2 separate regions of the Ovis aries genome follow, and region 2 is linked to region 1. Evidence: chromatin contacts called from public Hi-C data. All regions are on one chromosome and are shown on one strand. Each heading gives the region's core, a stretch centred on a gene start, on an enhancer-like site or on the middle of the called end of the contact. The rest is flanking DNA. Distances are from core to core; before and after follow the strand shown. Region 1 overlaps WAC (WW domain containing adaptor with coiled-coil). Region 2 holds the start of WAC (WW domain containing adaptor with coiled-coil).

Evidence for each region. Hi-C and Micro-C count contacts between places; a contact is called where the count stands out from the background.
Region 2: a Hi-C map of liver shows a contact between it and region 1, with 1.6 times the contacts expected there. The contact joins the promoter of WAC here to the enhancer-like site in region 1. A contact is called at or near these places in 8 of 16 Hi-C or Micro-C datasets (blood, hypothalamus, liver and 5 more).

What each region holds. Positions count from the first base shown.
Region 1 is chr13:35,499,114-35,505,800 of ARS-UI_Ramb_v3.0, reverse strand. It overlaps WAC (WW domain containing adaptor with coiled-coil), which reads left to right. Exons shown (of 13, transcript XM_060397450.1): 4 at 4,116-4,222. Among named protein-coding and RNA genes, the nearest start is that of WAC, 45 kb to the left of the region's middle. Within about 2 kb of position 5,155, at least 1 of the 54 cell types and tissues checked has an H3K27ac peak or open chromatin away from gene starts, as enhancers often do. A contact at or near this core is called in liver, where this site is marked.
Region 2 is chr13:35,542,986-35,549,897 of ARS-UI_Ramb_v3.0, reverse strand. It overlaps WAC (WW domain containing adaptor with coiled-coil), which reads left to right and starts at 2,753. Exons shown (of 13, transcript XM_060397450.1): 1 at 2,753-2,964; 2 at 3,890-3,926; 3 at 5,453-5,648. The coding sequence starts at 5,510.

The DNA.
Region 1 (6,687 bases), core at 3,906-6,405:
AAAGGCTTAGGCACAGTGAACCACTCTTAACAGTTACTGTTGTGGAAACCCTGCTGAACAGTCATTGTGCTAGCCGAGGACCAACTGTGCAAGCTGACTTTTCTAAGAATGGCAACCTCAGGCTGGCATGTTAACGTCCCTGTACACGGAGCTTATCCTTGACTGATTGCTTCTTTCGATTGTGTTTAGTCTTAAAATGTTTATTGAAGAATTTGACTACTGTATTTTTTAAAAAGTTGAGAATGTTTTACATAAATACATACTATCCAACAAGGTACATTTAAACAAGTAGATGGAGAAACCACTAGACATCTTAAGCAGCAGTCTTGTTTTGTTGGGAAATTTTCCTCTCTTGTACCCCTTCATTTTCCTAGGTACATATCTTTTGTCATATCATTAGCTTTATTGGGTCTCTGAGTCTGCTTCTAGCTTCCCCAATAGGCTGTGTTCTAGCCAACGTTAAGTCTTGGTTATTCCCTTTCCTCTTGCCTTGCTGCTGCTCATTCTGAGCTCATAATGCTTGTTTTTTACGTTACTATGTGTGAGTTCCCTACCTGTCACCTTTCCAGTGGAACAGACTTCTTGCTCCACTTCTGACTTCTTAGATCTGCTGACCATTCCAGTTGAGTATGTGAAACCTTAGGTTGTCTTCTGTCCTAACCCACCTCTCTTACCCATTTGGAGGCATACCTTGGGGAGATTGCCATTTTGGTTCCAGACCATTTCAGTCAAGTGAATATTGCAATAAAGTGAGACACAAGCTTTTTTATTTCCGAGTGCATGTAAAAGTTTATGCTATACTATCGACTGTTAAGTGTGTAAGGCATTATATCTAAAAAAAATGTACATACCTTAATTTAAGCTCCAGTACTTTGGCCACCTTATGGAAAGACCCGACTCATTGGAAAAGACCCTGATGCTGGGAAAGATTGAAGGGAAAAGGAGAAGGGGACAGCAGAGGATGAGATGGTTAGAGAGCATCACTGACTTTAGTGGACATGAATTTGCATAAACTCCATAAGATAGTAGGGACGGGGGAGCCTGGCATGCTGCAGTCCATGGAGTTGCAAAGAGTCAGATACACCTAAGCGACTGAACAACCACCTTAATTTTAAAATAGTTTTATTACTAAAAAAAAAAAAAGCTTTTTTGTGAGCCTTCAGGAATCCTAATCTTAAGGTCTTGCCGCTATGTTGATGGCCCTAACAGATTGGGGTGGTGATTACTGAAGGCTGGGCGGGCTGTGGCGATTTCTTTAAGACAATGCATTTTGCCGGCTTGGCTCTTTCACGGATGTTTCTCTAGCATGCAGTGCTGCTTGATAGCATTTTGTGTCTTTCAAAATTGGAGTCAATGATTTCCAAGCCTGCTGTTGCTTTTATCAATCAAATTTTTGTAATATTCTAAATCCTTTGTCATTTCAAACAGTCTTCACAGCATCTTTACCAGCAGTAGCTTCGCTCTTAAGAAACCTTTCTTGATTCATCCATGGGAAGCAGCTCCTCATCCGTTCAGGCTTTATCATGAGAGGCAACAGTTCAGTCTCCTCTTCAGCTCCACTTCTAGTTGTCTTGCTGTTTCCACCACATCTGCAGTTCCTTCCTCCACTGAAGTCTTGATAAGACTCAGAGTCACGTGTGAGGGTTGGAATGCGTTTCTTTCATACTCCTGTTAATGCTGATATTTTGACCTCTTACCAGGCATGAATCATAAATGTTCTTGATGGCATCTAGAATGATGAATTCTTTCCAGAGGGTATTTAATTTACTTTACTTCAGACTCATGTCTATGGCAATTATGACTTTATGAAATGTATTTCTGAAAAAGAACAGAAAGTTGAAATGACTCCTTGATCCGTGGGCTTGCACAATAGATGTTAGCAGGCCTGAAAACAGCATGAATCTTGTATGTTTCCATCAAGCTCTTGGGTGACCAGGCATATTGTCAGTTAGCCCTAGTACTTTGAGAGGCGTCTTTTTTTCTTAACAATACATCTTAATAGTGGGCTGAAAACATGTTGTAAACAGATGTGCTGTCATCCAGGCTTTGTTCCATTTATAGACAGAGAAGATTTAGCATAGTTCTTAAGGGCCCTGGGATTTTCAGGTGGTAACTGAGCATTGGCTTCAACTTCAAGTCACCAGCTGCCTTAGTTCCTGAGAGAGTCAGCCTGTTCTTTTAAGCTTTGATGCCAGGCATTGACGTCTTCTCTGTGTGAAAGTAATAGAAGGCTGTTTCAATCTATGTTGAAAAATTTGTTGTTTAGTGTAGCCACCTTCATGAATGTAAGATTTTAGCTTGATCTCCTGGTGACTTACCGCAATTTCTACATCAGCACTTGCGGCTTCACTTTGATGTTACAGAGGCAACTTCATTGCTTCAGCCTCAGGAACCAACCTCTTGGCTTCAGACTTTTCTCTGCAGTTTCCTCACCTCTCAGCCTTCATAGAATTGAAGAGAATGTGTGCTCTGCACTAGGCTTTGGCTTAGGGGAATGTTGTGGCTGGTATGTATGATCTTCTCTCCATCTGAACTCAAACTTTATCGATATCAGCAGTAATGCTGTTGTGCTTTCTTCGTGTGTTCACCAGAGTAGCACTTTTAATTTTCCTGCAGGAACTTTCTTCCTGCATTCACATTGGCTAACTGTTTGGTGCAAGAGGCCCAATTTGCTTTCTGTCTTGGCTTTCAACCTGCCTTCCCCGGTAAGCTTAACCATGTCTAGCTTTTCAGTTAAAGTGAGAGATATATGACTCTTCCTTTCACTTGAGCACATAGAGGCCATTGTAGGGTTATTAACTGGCCTAATTTCAATACCACTTGTCTCAGGGAAAATGACAGCCCGTGGAGAAGGGGAGACATGGGGGAGCAGTCAGAACACACACATTTATCATTTAGGCTTGCCATCTTGTGTGGGTGTCATTTGTGGTGTTTCAAAACAAATTCAATAGTAAATCAAAGATCACTCTCCACGGTTTACTGTAACAAAGATAATCACAGTGAACAAGTTTGAAATGTTATGAGCATTACCAAAATGTGACACAGAGACAAGAAGTGAACCAATGCTGTTGGAAAAATAGCACTGATAAGATTGACACAAACCTTCAATTTGTATGAAACTCAGTATCTGAAGTTCAGTAAAGCAAAACCCAATAAAACAAAGGTAGGCCTGTAGTTGTTCTTGTTGATTGAAATAGTTAATTTTTACTAAATTCTTCTCATAACCACCCTGATTCTGACTGCTAATTAATTTCCAGGACCACTGGACTATCTAAATTGCTCTTCCTGCTTCCAGGTTTTGTTCATTATTTTGTAGCCTCCATACCACTTGCTAGTTCATTTTCTGGGACAAGGAGTAGGTGGGAAGTTGAATTATGTTACCTTTATGATGAAAAATTCATGGAATGAAACTGAAATACTAGCACTTACTTTGGTAGTGGAGCTTTTGTATTACTAATCAAGTCTGGATTTTTAGATCTTGGCTTTTCTTAAGATAAAACTGGCATCCCTGATGGTCATGGTTCATAAAATTCATGAATTACTTTAAAGCAACTGGTCATGTGGTGAGGAGATACGATGTCATTTTCATCATCTTGAAAGCAAGCACCTTCCCTGAAACTTAACTTTTTGAAAACTTTATACTGTTTTAGTTAAAATTTGTCAAAACTTTAAAGAGCAAGTGTGGAAACTTAAAGAAGTTGGAAAGTAATTGCAAAAACTTAGTAGATAATTGAGCCTTCCCTGGTGGCTCAGATGGTAAAGAATCTGCCTGCAATACAGGAAACCTGGGTTTGATCCCTGGGTTGGGTAGATCCCCTGGGGAAGGGAATGGCAACCCAGCCCACTGTTCTTGCCTGGAGAATTCCATGGACAGTGGATAATTGGGTAATTGTCACTTTTGTTCTCTCATCAGTGGAAATTTTGGCCTTTTTAAAAAATGTATGTTGTGTCTTTAATACAACTTTAAATTTTTAAAAAAACTACAGTTTGCTAGAAATGACAACAATTCAGATTTGCAATGATGAATTAGTGATATATCTGTAGTATGACGACAGCCCAGTATAAACATCAGCTATGACTTACTTAAAATTCTCTTTGCTTTTTATTTTTTAAAGGGACCAGTTACTCTCCCCAAGAAAATTCACACAACCACAGTGCTCTTCATAGTTCAAATTCACATTCTTCTAATCCAAGCAATAATCCAAGCAAAACTTCAGATGCAGTAAGTATATTAATGTTTGCAGTTTTGTTTTTTGAATATGTTGCAAAATTTTAAAAAATCAAAGTTGATCTTAATGCGCCTGAACTAATGAGCTAGCTTTAATATTAAAACTGAGGATAGTCTGAATATGCCATCTTGATATTGTTTCATTAACATCCTTTGGTGGAGCAGAATTTACCGTTGTGATACTTGAGATACAAAGAACTTCAGATTGTGAAACTTGTGTCTTGACTTGAGCTTTTTTTTTTCTTTTTTTTTTTTCATAAACTTCTGTTTTTAAAATCTATAAGTTGAGTATCTACTATATATTATATAGCCTACAAAACATTAGTGATAATAGAGGTCTCGGTCCTGAAAGGCATGAAACCCAGTGAGAGACTGTACGTTTTTCTAAAAATGAAGTAATTGTTAATGAAGTAGTTTGAACTTTTTAAAGTTAGGATTCAAATGAAAGTTCTAATACATTCATGCAGAAATAAGATTTCAACTTTCCAAGCAGATGATAGATTTTTGATGTATAGAACAAAAGAAATACGGAGACTGACAATAGGTCGGTAAACCATTAGATCAGTGCATGTTAAGGTCCTGGGGGAGCCCTCAAGAGGGGACTGAGCCTGGATGAAGAGGCTGTGCTGGCCAACAGGCTGACTGTAACCCATGTAGTGGAAGAGATCTGAATTTGTGTAGCATGGAAAGGAACAGCACCTACAAAAACATAAAGTGTGAAAAAGCACTTTGGAGAACACAGGTTTTGCTGGTGTGGAGAAATGGTAGGAGCTCAGGTTACAGAGAGAATGGGGCCAGATCACACAGCGTTTTCTGCTTCCCAGGGATCGTGGACTGTATGTGAAGGCAGTGGATAGCTCCTCAAGGGCCTAGTCAGAGAATTGCTGTATTTGCACTTTAGAAACCATCTGATAGCAGTGTGGAAAATCCATTACAGGAAGGACAAAAGGACAACTAACTGAAAGGCCAGGAAAGTATTGGCTGAATCTTGCAGGCATTGGTTATTCAGGTGGTTATCGTACCTTAAGTGGTATTGAAAACTCTTGGGGTTTATTATTTTTTGTCTCTTGCTGAATCAGTGTAATTAGTACATTTCCAGAGAAAATTGGGACATCAATGATTTTCATTAAAAAAAACTTTGCTTAGTTTTAAGTATTAGGGTCTGTTCGTGAAAACAAATCATATTGGTTATTTTAGCACAGAGAATTTCAAACACACAAAACAAAAAGTAGCATAGATAGTGATTACCCCTGAGGACTGGAAACAAAAGGAAGAGGTTGGGGGTTATCAGAACCTAATTGCTCAGAGGAGGAGCCCGGCACAGTTCTCTGAGGGATATAATGAAAGTTTCTGATTCTGGATTGAGAGCTGGAAACTGGGATCCGCTGTGGCTGCTTTCTCCTGCCTTTCAGTCCTCTAATGTCTGGTATTGGCAGACTTAACAGAAAGCCAGCTGGCTAAATAGAATGTAATTTGCATTGTCCCAGCCTTAGCATCACAGAACATAGGATGGTATTGAGATCCAGATAGCAGCTTGATAAACTTTCACAGGTGTTATCATCACACTGCTTCTGCTGAATCATTTTCACTAAGAAATATACTGAATATTTTACAATGAGTATCCATTTTTGTGAAAAATAGCCCCATTAATTAAACAGTCTAGGACTAACTTCATATTCCCTTCATCACTATTTAGATTTTGTGTTCATCTGCTGTTAGGACAGAGGCGGGCCATGTAGACATTGTTTTGGTGAAAAAAAATTCTTTATTCAGGAAAAATAGTTTCTGATTATCTTGATTTTCAGGAAATAGATTGGCATAATGAAATCAGCATAAATAATGGGTATCAGAAAGTTTGCAACATCCAGATTCTAAAGGGTGTCGGGATTTCATTATGTGAGTGACAACAGAACAGGGATTAAATGTCATGTGTTTTTAGAATCAAGGTTCCCCTTTCTGTAAATTTCAACTCTAGGTATATAATTAACCTTCAAGTGGTGGTCTTTTTCATCATAATGTACCCAGTGGGCATGACAGTTTTTTACAAACCGAGTTTAATGTTACCTGAGAAGCTGGCTTTTGAACATTAGTAATCTGAAGTAATCTGAAGGTTACTTTCCAACTAAAAATCACTTCTAATAGACTTTTTTTGAGTAGTAAAGTAAAATATAAAATCACCATTGATTAATATTTTTGTAATGAAAGAGACGCACCGATGAATATTAGGTAGCCCAGGTTAAAAAAAACACATTATTTTAACCCAGGTTAAATAAAATATCTTAAAATTATATTTGTCAGTCACACCTCAGTAAAGTGGAAAATAATACAATGGGAAGAACACATGGGAAGAATAATACAATGGAACACCTGCTTTTGCATATCAGCATTTAAGTAATTTCCTTGTTTCTTTAAAAGATTCCTTCCTTAACCTGTTTTGGGCGATAGAAATAGGGTGGAGA
Region 2 (6,912 bases), core at 1,504-4,003, 46 kb before region 1:
TGTTGATTCATCAGAACTGACCTCATCATGGGCAAGAGCACTAATGACATACCTAAATCAACCCGATGTACTACACATTTTTTCCACAAAGAACATCACAGCCGTCTTGTGCATAGGGGTACTAGATAATAGTTCAGCACGGTGTTTGGGGTGGGAGTGGAGGGGCACTTAAAACAGGAAAGTCACCAGCTAAAAGCAACAAAAAATGCTAAAAACATGACTATGTGTGTATCGTGAAAACCACATTTGTTTACACATTAGTATGTGTGTTTACACATTAGTATGATAAATGAAATAGGACTGAGTGTTGCCTTTACCCTCATCAGTGCCTATCAGGCAAGTCACATTCTCTACCATGAATGTCCAGAAATACTATGGATATTGATCTGGGTATTACAAATAAATTTTAGTGAGAAAGCGAACTCACCAATGCAGAATAACCGGTATGGACTGTACACTGCTAAAGCTGTTTCTCTCTGTAGCTCAGCCCAGTTTGCTGTTTTGATCAAAGGGCGTGTAATAGGTTCAGCAGACATCCAATCACTGAACAAGAAATTAGTAATAAATTTTGCTGCCAGCTTTCAAGCTGTTTGTGCATGAGACTTCTGTACTATTTTCTGTGCTGTTCCAACGTGATGTCTTGTTACAAAAGTGTTAAAAATTGCACTTAAAACACTCTCGTTTTTCTTTTTCTTCCATTTCAGTCACTGGCAGTTTTCCTCTTAGTTACTGACAGCATTAGAGGGCACTAAGTAGGCCTCTGCTGGTCCTCCCAAACAGCAAAAATCTGACCTTTTGACAAATAAGGCTACCTGATTAAAATAAATTTTTTCCCATCAGTTGTGATTTCTGGTCCTTTCCTCCCACATCATCCCATCTCTTGATTAGGTTAGCAATAATGTAACCGGTTAGATACCACTTAAATCAATTTTTTGATACTGATTTTTGAAGGGATCTTGTTTCTTCTGATTTGTTTCCTACCTTGCCTTTTTCTTCCATGTAAATGGCTGTATATTTAGTTTACGTTTATTACTATCCTTTGTAGTTAATGCTGCCTTACAAGAAGTTTAGAGCAGAAGAAATAAAACCACCTGAATACATCATCCTCAGGTAAAGGTTGGGCTTCTCATAGTGGTGATAGTGGTAAAGAACCTGCCTGCCAAGGCAGGAAACAGCTTCCATCCCTGGGTCAGAAAGATCCCCTGGAGAAGGGCATGGCAAGCCACTCCAGTATTCTTTCCTGGAGAATCCCATGGACAGAAGAACCTAGCGGGCTACAGTCCATGGGGTGGCAAAGAGTCTGACACAACTAAGTGACCAATACACACACCGCCACAGCTGCCACCCCCCTCCCCCTTTAACTGGGAGGTAAGCTTGGATTTTTTCACTCTTCCAATATTCCTATTCGCCACGGTGTAGTGGCAGAGTCTGACACCACTGAGCGAACAACACACACACACAGATACACTCCTTAACTGGGGGGGTGTACTTGGATTTTCCTCCTCCAAATATGCCCATGTTGCCACTGAGTCTGTAGCAGTCTATAAAATTCAATTTGCAGCAAATTTAGCGCCCCGCCCGCCCTGCCCCCGAGGCCTTTATTTGGGCTTCCCTGGTGGCTCAGTTGGTAAAGAATCCACCTGCGAAGCAGGAGACCTGAGCTCCATCCCTCGGTTAGGAAGATCCCCTGGAAAAGGAAATGACAACCTACTCCAGTATTCGTGTGCCTGGAAAACCCCATGGACAGAGGCGCCTGCTGGGCTACAGTCCATGAGGTCACAAAGAGCCGGACACGACTTAAGGACTAAATCATCACCAACACACACCAACATACACACACACGTAAAGCTTAATTGGGGAGTATACTTGGATATTTTCCCCTCTAAATATGCCACTGTGCCTGTAGCAGTCTATAAAATTCAATTTGCAGCAACTCGTTAGCACTTCCCAGGTCTTATTGGAGCTTCTCTGGTGACTCAATTGGTAAAGAATCCGCCTGCAATTCCAAGTTCAATCCCTGGGTTGGGAAGATCCCCAAGAGAAGGAAATGGCAATTCACTTCTGTATTCTTGCCTGGAAAATCCCATGGACAGAGGGGAGCCTGGTGGGCTACAGTCCAAGGGGTCGCAAAGAGTCGGCTAGGACTCTGCGACTACCACCACCACCACCAGGCCTTAGTTCACCTGCGACAAACTCCAGATGACTGGATCTGAGCGCGGACGAGCTAAAAGAGAAAAAAACGAGAAATAAAGGAGACGGTGGGGAGGGCGCGGCTGGGGTGGAAAGTATGAGTGTCTCCCTACATCAGCAGGCTCATCGGGTGTTTCAAAGCAGCGGCGCTGGCCCTTCCTCCGCGGGTCCTCACCTTGGTCTTCGAAGGCGCACGGGCTTCGGGCACAAAGCACGGTGACCCTGAACACCACCTACCCTTTTCCCGAGCTTCCGGGGATGATTTACTTCTGTGAGGCCGAAGGCCTAGTTCTGGGTCTGCCGCCGGTCTGAGGCGGGAGCGAGGCTCCGGTTCCGAGGAGAGGGCCTCGCGGGAGCTCGGGCCGCCGCGCACGCAACGAGCACCTGGGCTCACCGTCCGCCCGCCGCCCAACCACGGGCTTCCCGGCCGGAGCCCGCAGGGGCGGGGGCGGGGGCGGCGGCCGGCGCGCTCCTCCGCGCGCCCCCCGCCCCCGCGCCGCCGGGCGCACGCGCAGCAGCGCAGCCGCCCTTATTTAGTCCGCGATGGCTCCTCGCACGCCCCACCGGCCTCCTCCCATAGACGCTCCCCGCCCCGCGCGCCCCGGGGCCCCCGGGACCAGCCTCGGGCGGCTCCCCGAGCCCGACTACCCCTAAGCCGGAACGGCGGCGGCCGAAAGGGCGCGTGCGGACCGGTAGCGGCGACCGGAAAGAGCGGACGGGTCGCGAGGAGACGAGCCAGGCCGCGGAGGAAGAGGAGGGCCGCGACGAGCCGAGGTTTGCCGAAGGCGGCGTTCCGGCGCGCGCGAGGGTGGGAGAGGAGGGGCGCGGCGGAAACTGCCGAGGGTTTCCGAAGGCCGCAGCGGCCGAGTTGCCCGGATGTAGTTGGTGGAGCGGCAGCGGCGGCACCAGCGGCGGCGGCGGCGGCAGGAGGAGGAGGCGGCGAAGGACCCAGCGGCGGCGGCGGGGGGAGGAGGGGAGGAGGCGGCGGAGCGGGAGGAGGAGAAGGCGGAGGAGGCAGTCGCGCTGTCCGCGGGGCGAGCAGGACGCGTCGTGTTGCCCCCTCCCCCCCACCCCCCGGTTCGCCGCTGCCCGGCCTGAGCTGAGCGTGAGCGTGGTGCGGACTGAGGAGATGGCCCGGGAGCGCCGGCGCCAGTGACGGGGAGGTGCTGAGCGTCGCCGAGGGCGCGCCGGGCCTGCGCCGCCCGCCGCCTGCGCGCCCGCCCGCCGCCGCCGTCTCCCGCGGCCGCTCCCCCCTCCCCGACACACGCTCACAGGCCGGGCATTGATGGTAATGTATGCGAGGAAACAGCAGAGGCTCAGTGATGGGTAAATCGTCTTTTCGTTTCGAGGCGGCGGAGCGGGCGGCGGGGGGGCGCTCCTCCTCATCTGGGCCGGCCGCGCCGCCATTTTTGTTGTTAACCCTGATCCGGAGCGGCCGGGAGGGGGAGCGGCCGCGCGGGCGGCGGCGGGAGGGGGGGGAGTCGGGGGTGGACGGCCGCGGGCGGCGGCGGCCCCTCGCCGGCGGGAGCCCGTGTGAGTGCGTGTGAGCGGGTGTGAGAGCGAGAGCGTGTGCGCGCGGCGGGAGGGCGGGCTGCCTGGGGCCGGAGCGCCGCTGGGATTCGGAGCGGGGGCCTTTCTGCGGGCCCCGCGCTGGGGGCCCGTTCTCCGGCCTCAGGTGGCCTTTTCTTCTGTTTTCCAGCTGTCACGACCGGCGGGGGGACGCGCAGCCTTACCAGGTACCACGGGGCGGGCGCGGGCTGCGGGGCTGGCGGGGCCGGCGGGGGAGGGAGGAGCCGCTACTCGAGCGCAGGCTTCACAGGTCGCTGCAGGCCCTTCGGGGCCACAGACGCGAAACCCGCTTGGTGGGGCCGGAAACCCTGCGCTCGCTTCCCGGGGCGCTCGCCGGCGAGGGGTGGGGGCTTATTTTGACAGGTGACGGGAGGAAGTTCAAGTTCTTTTTGCGGGGAGGGTGGGGGGAAGGGAATAAAAACTGATTCTTGTCCAGGAAGGACCTGACTCGGTTATTCGGGTGTGCGGGACTCGGTAGGACAACGTGTTCAGTAACTCTGGAATCACCTTCATTTGTTGTTTTGGGGAAACTAAAAGTTAACGCAGAGGTATCAGAATTAGACGGAAGGGCAGGGAAGAAGCCACTGATGGGTTTGCAACTCTTTAAGTGTGTTGTAAACCATTACCCCTTCCCAGTTTGTTTTCGGTGGAAATAATTGTCTTCAGTGAAAGATGGCGCTTTTCTTTTTGTAGAAATTGAGATCTTTGAGTACTTGGGTAATTCACTGTCCTGAAAGGAGTTTTAGGTACATAGTTTTCTTTTTGTGACAGCTTCGTGTAACATTGTAAAAGTTTTTTTGAAAGAGTTGGCCCCTGTTTTCCGGGGGAGGAAAATTCATTAATTTGTAACTGTGGGGTGACTCTAGAAGTAAATACTTACTGCATCTGACCACTTAAAGGATAGGAGAGCGGGTTTCCAAGCTAACGGTTGTGTTTCTGGATAGCATGAGTTAAAGTTCCAGTTAAAAATCTAGGTTCCTTGACGGGTAAAACATTGTGCATTACATTTGGATAGGTCAACGATTAAACTGTTGAATCACACTCTAAAACATGGTTAATTATGCATTAAAAAAGACAGCTATATCATGGTTGTCTTAAATATGTTAAATGTTTTTTGAGGGAGTTCCATTAAGTTCCATTAGGATAGGTCAGAAATAAGAGCCTACATTTCTATACCTTAAAATTGTTTCCCATGCCTGCAAGAGTAGTTAAACTAGATCTGAAATGCCTTACTTACTTGAATCCAAGAATTGGAGAAATTCTGATGAGAATTCTCTGAATTCTGATGCTTTTTTTGGGTCAGATCGAAGAAACATGTTTATGCTTATTTGTATTTGTGTCTAGCATAGTTGCAGAGCAAAAACATTAGAGTAGTACTCAGTGAATACTTAAACTTTTTAACTGGCAGAAAAGTTTGAGGAGTTAATTTGTCAAAGTGTTGATTTCTTGTGTTTACAAGATGATTAATAGAAGGTTTTTTAAAAAAAACACATTTTGATATGTATGATGAGCCTTACAATAACTTGTGTTTAGGTCTTGTGTGAGTAACTTAAAGGCAGAATTCAAAAAGAAAATTTCAATTTTATAAATTTATAAAACTGAATATAGGTAATATAGCAAATTTTATGATAAAACTGACTTATGAAATTAAAGTTTGATTTCTTTTTTATTTTGGGGGGGTGATGTTTTACAGGCACTTAAGTATTCATCGAAGAGTCACCCCAGTAGTGGTGATCACAGACATGAAAAAATGCGAGACGCCGCAGATCCTTCACCACCAAACAAAATGTTGCGGAGATCTGATAGTCCTGAAAACAAATACAGTGACAGCACAGGTCACAGTAAGGCCAAAAATGTGCATATTCACAGAGTTAGAGAGAGGGATGGTGGTGAGTAGCTTTTTCTATTGAAACTTACATTTATTAATAATAATTCTATGTAAGACAAAAAGTTTTAGTCATATTTCCAGTTTGCAAATGTTACTAAATGTTTATGTCATCAGAATATTTTGATTCCTAAACAAATTATGTAGAAATAAGATGCTGACCCCAGAATCTACAGCTGGACCCCAGTGGGTGATAATTAGAGGATGCATTTATGAATGTAGCCTACCAGTGTTTTATTAATGGTGAGTGACATGCAGGACATTTCTCCAAGAAAGGAATTTTCAGCTTTTCAACTTTCCAAGATTGCAGTTTGGCTTGGTTAATTTTGAGATCCTTGTTTCTACTTCATTTTATTTTTTAAGGAGTTCAGGTGTGTGTTCTTGTGGTAAAGTATGAATTTTAAAATTTAGAAGGTTTTTTGAGACAGTTCATGGGTTAAGAAAGTCATTCATGATACAGGAAATTTTTGTTAGGTTTTTCTAAGAAAAATACTATTTCATATTTTCCAGGGTCTTATTAATGTAACTTCTGTATGTACTCAGATACTCACCTTTTAAAAAGTGCATTTCAGTGGTTTTACCCTTCAGCTATTACTTTGCTTCAAGTTTTTTGTGGTAGGAGGCTGAAAATAAATTGTTTTCAGATTTAATGTATCCAAAATTTACCAAAATAATCAGATTTCCTGTCTACATTTGGCATTCATTGAGGGACAAGCCAATTTCACTAAGTCAATTAATCATCTCTATTATTTATAAGATCTTAAATTGCATAATAGATAATGTGTTTGAAATAAGGAAACTCAGAGTCCCTCATGGCTTTCTGTCTCTTGATTTTCAACTATCTTCAAATCTTGCTTCTTCTGGTTCTCTTTTTGCCTCCTAGGATAGAAATCAGCTATATTCAGTGTGATGAGATATTGGAAAACATTGGCCTCCTCTGTATATAATTGGTGGGTTGAGGAAGTTAATAGTGGTGAGAAGATTGCATGGAAAAAAAAAAGATTGGATGGAGATGGAATATTTGGATGGTTATTGAATGGGAGGGGAGTTTAGTTCTCTGTTAAATATAGCATAGCTGTATGCTACTTACACATATAAACATATTTGTTTGGAAATAACAGCAGGTGGATTTGGTTAATAAGTTAGAATTTTGGGGGCAAATTAATATTAATCTTTGGGGTAAGTTTTGTGTAGTGTTATGTTTAGCCTGAGATTCTATTACCAGTCACTACTATAGTGGATTTCATTTCAAATGTTGGATTTTAGAA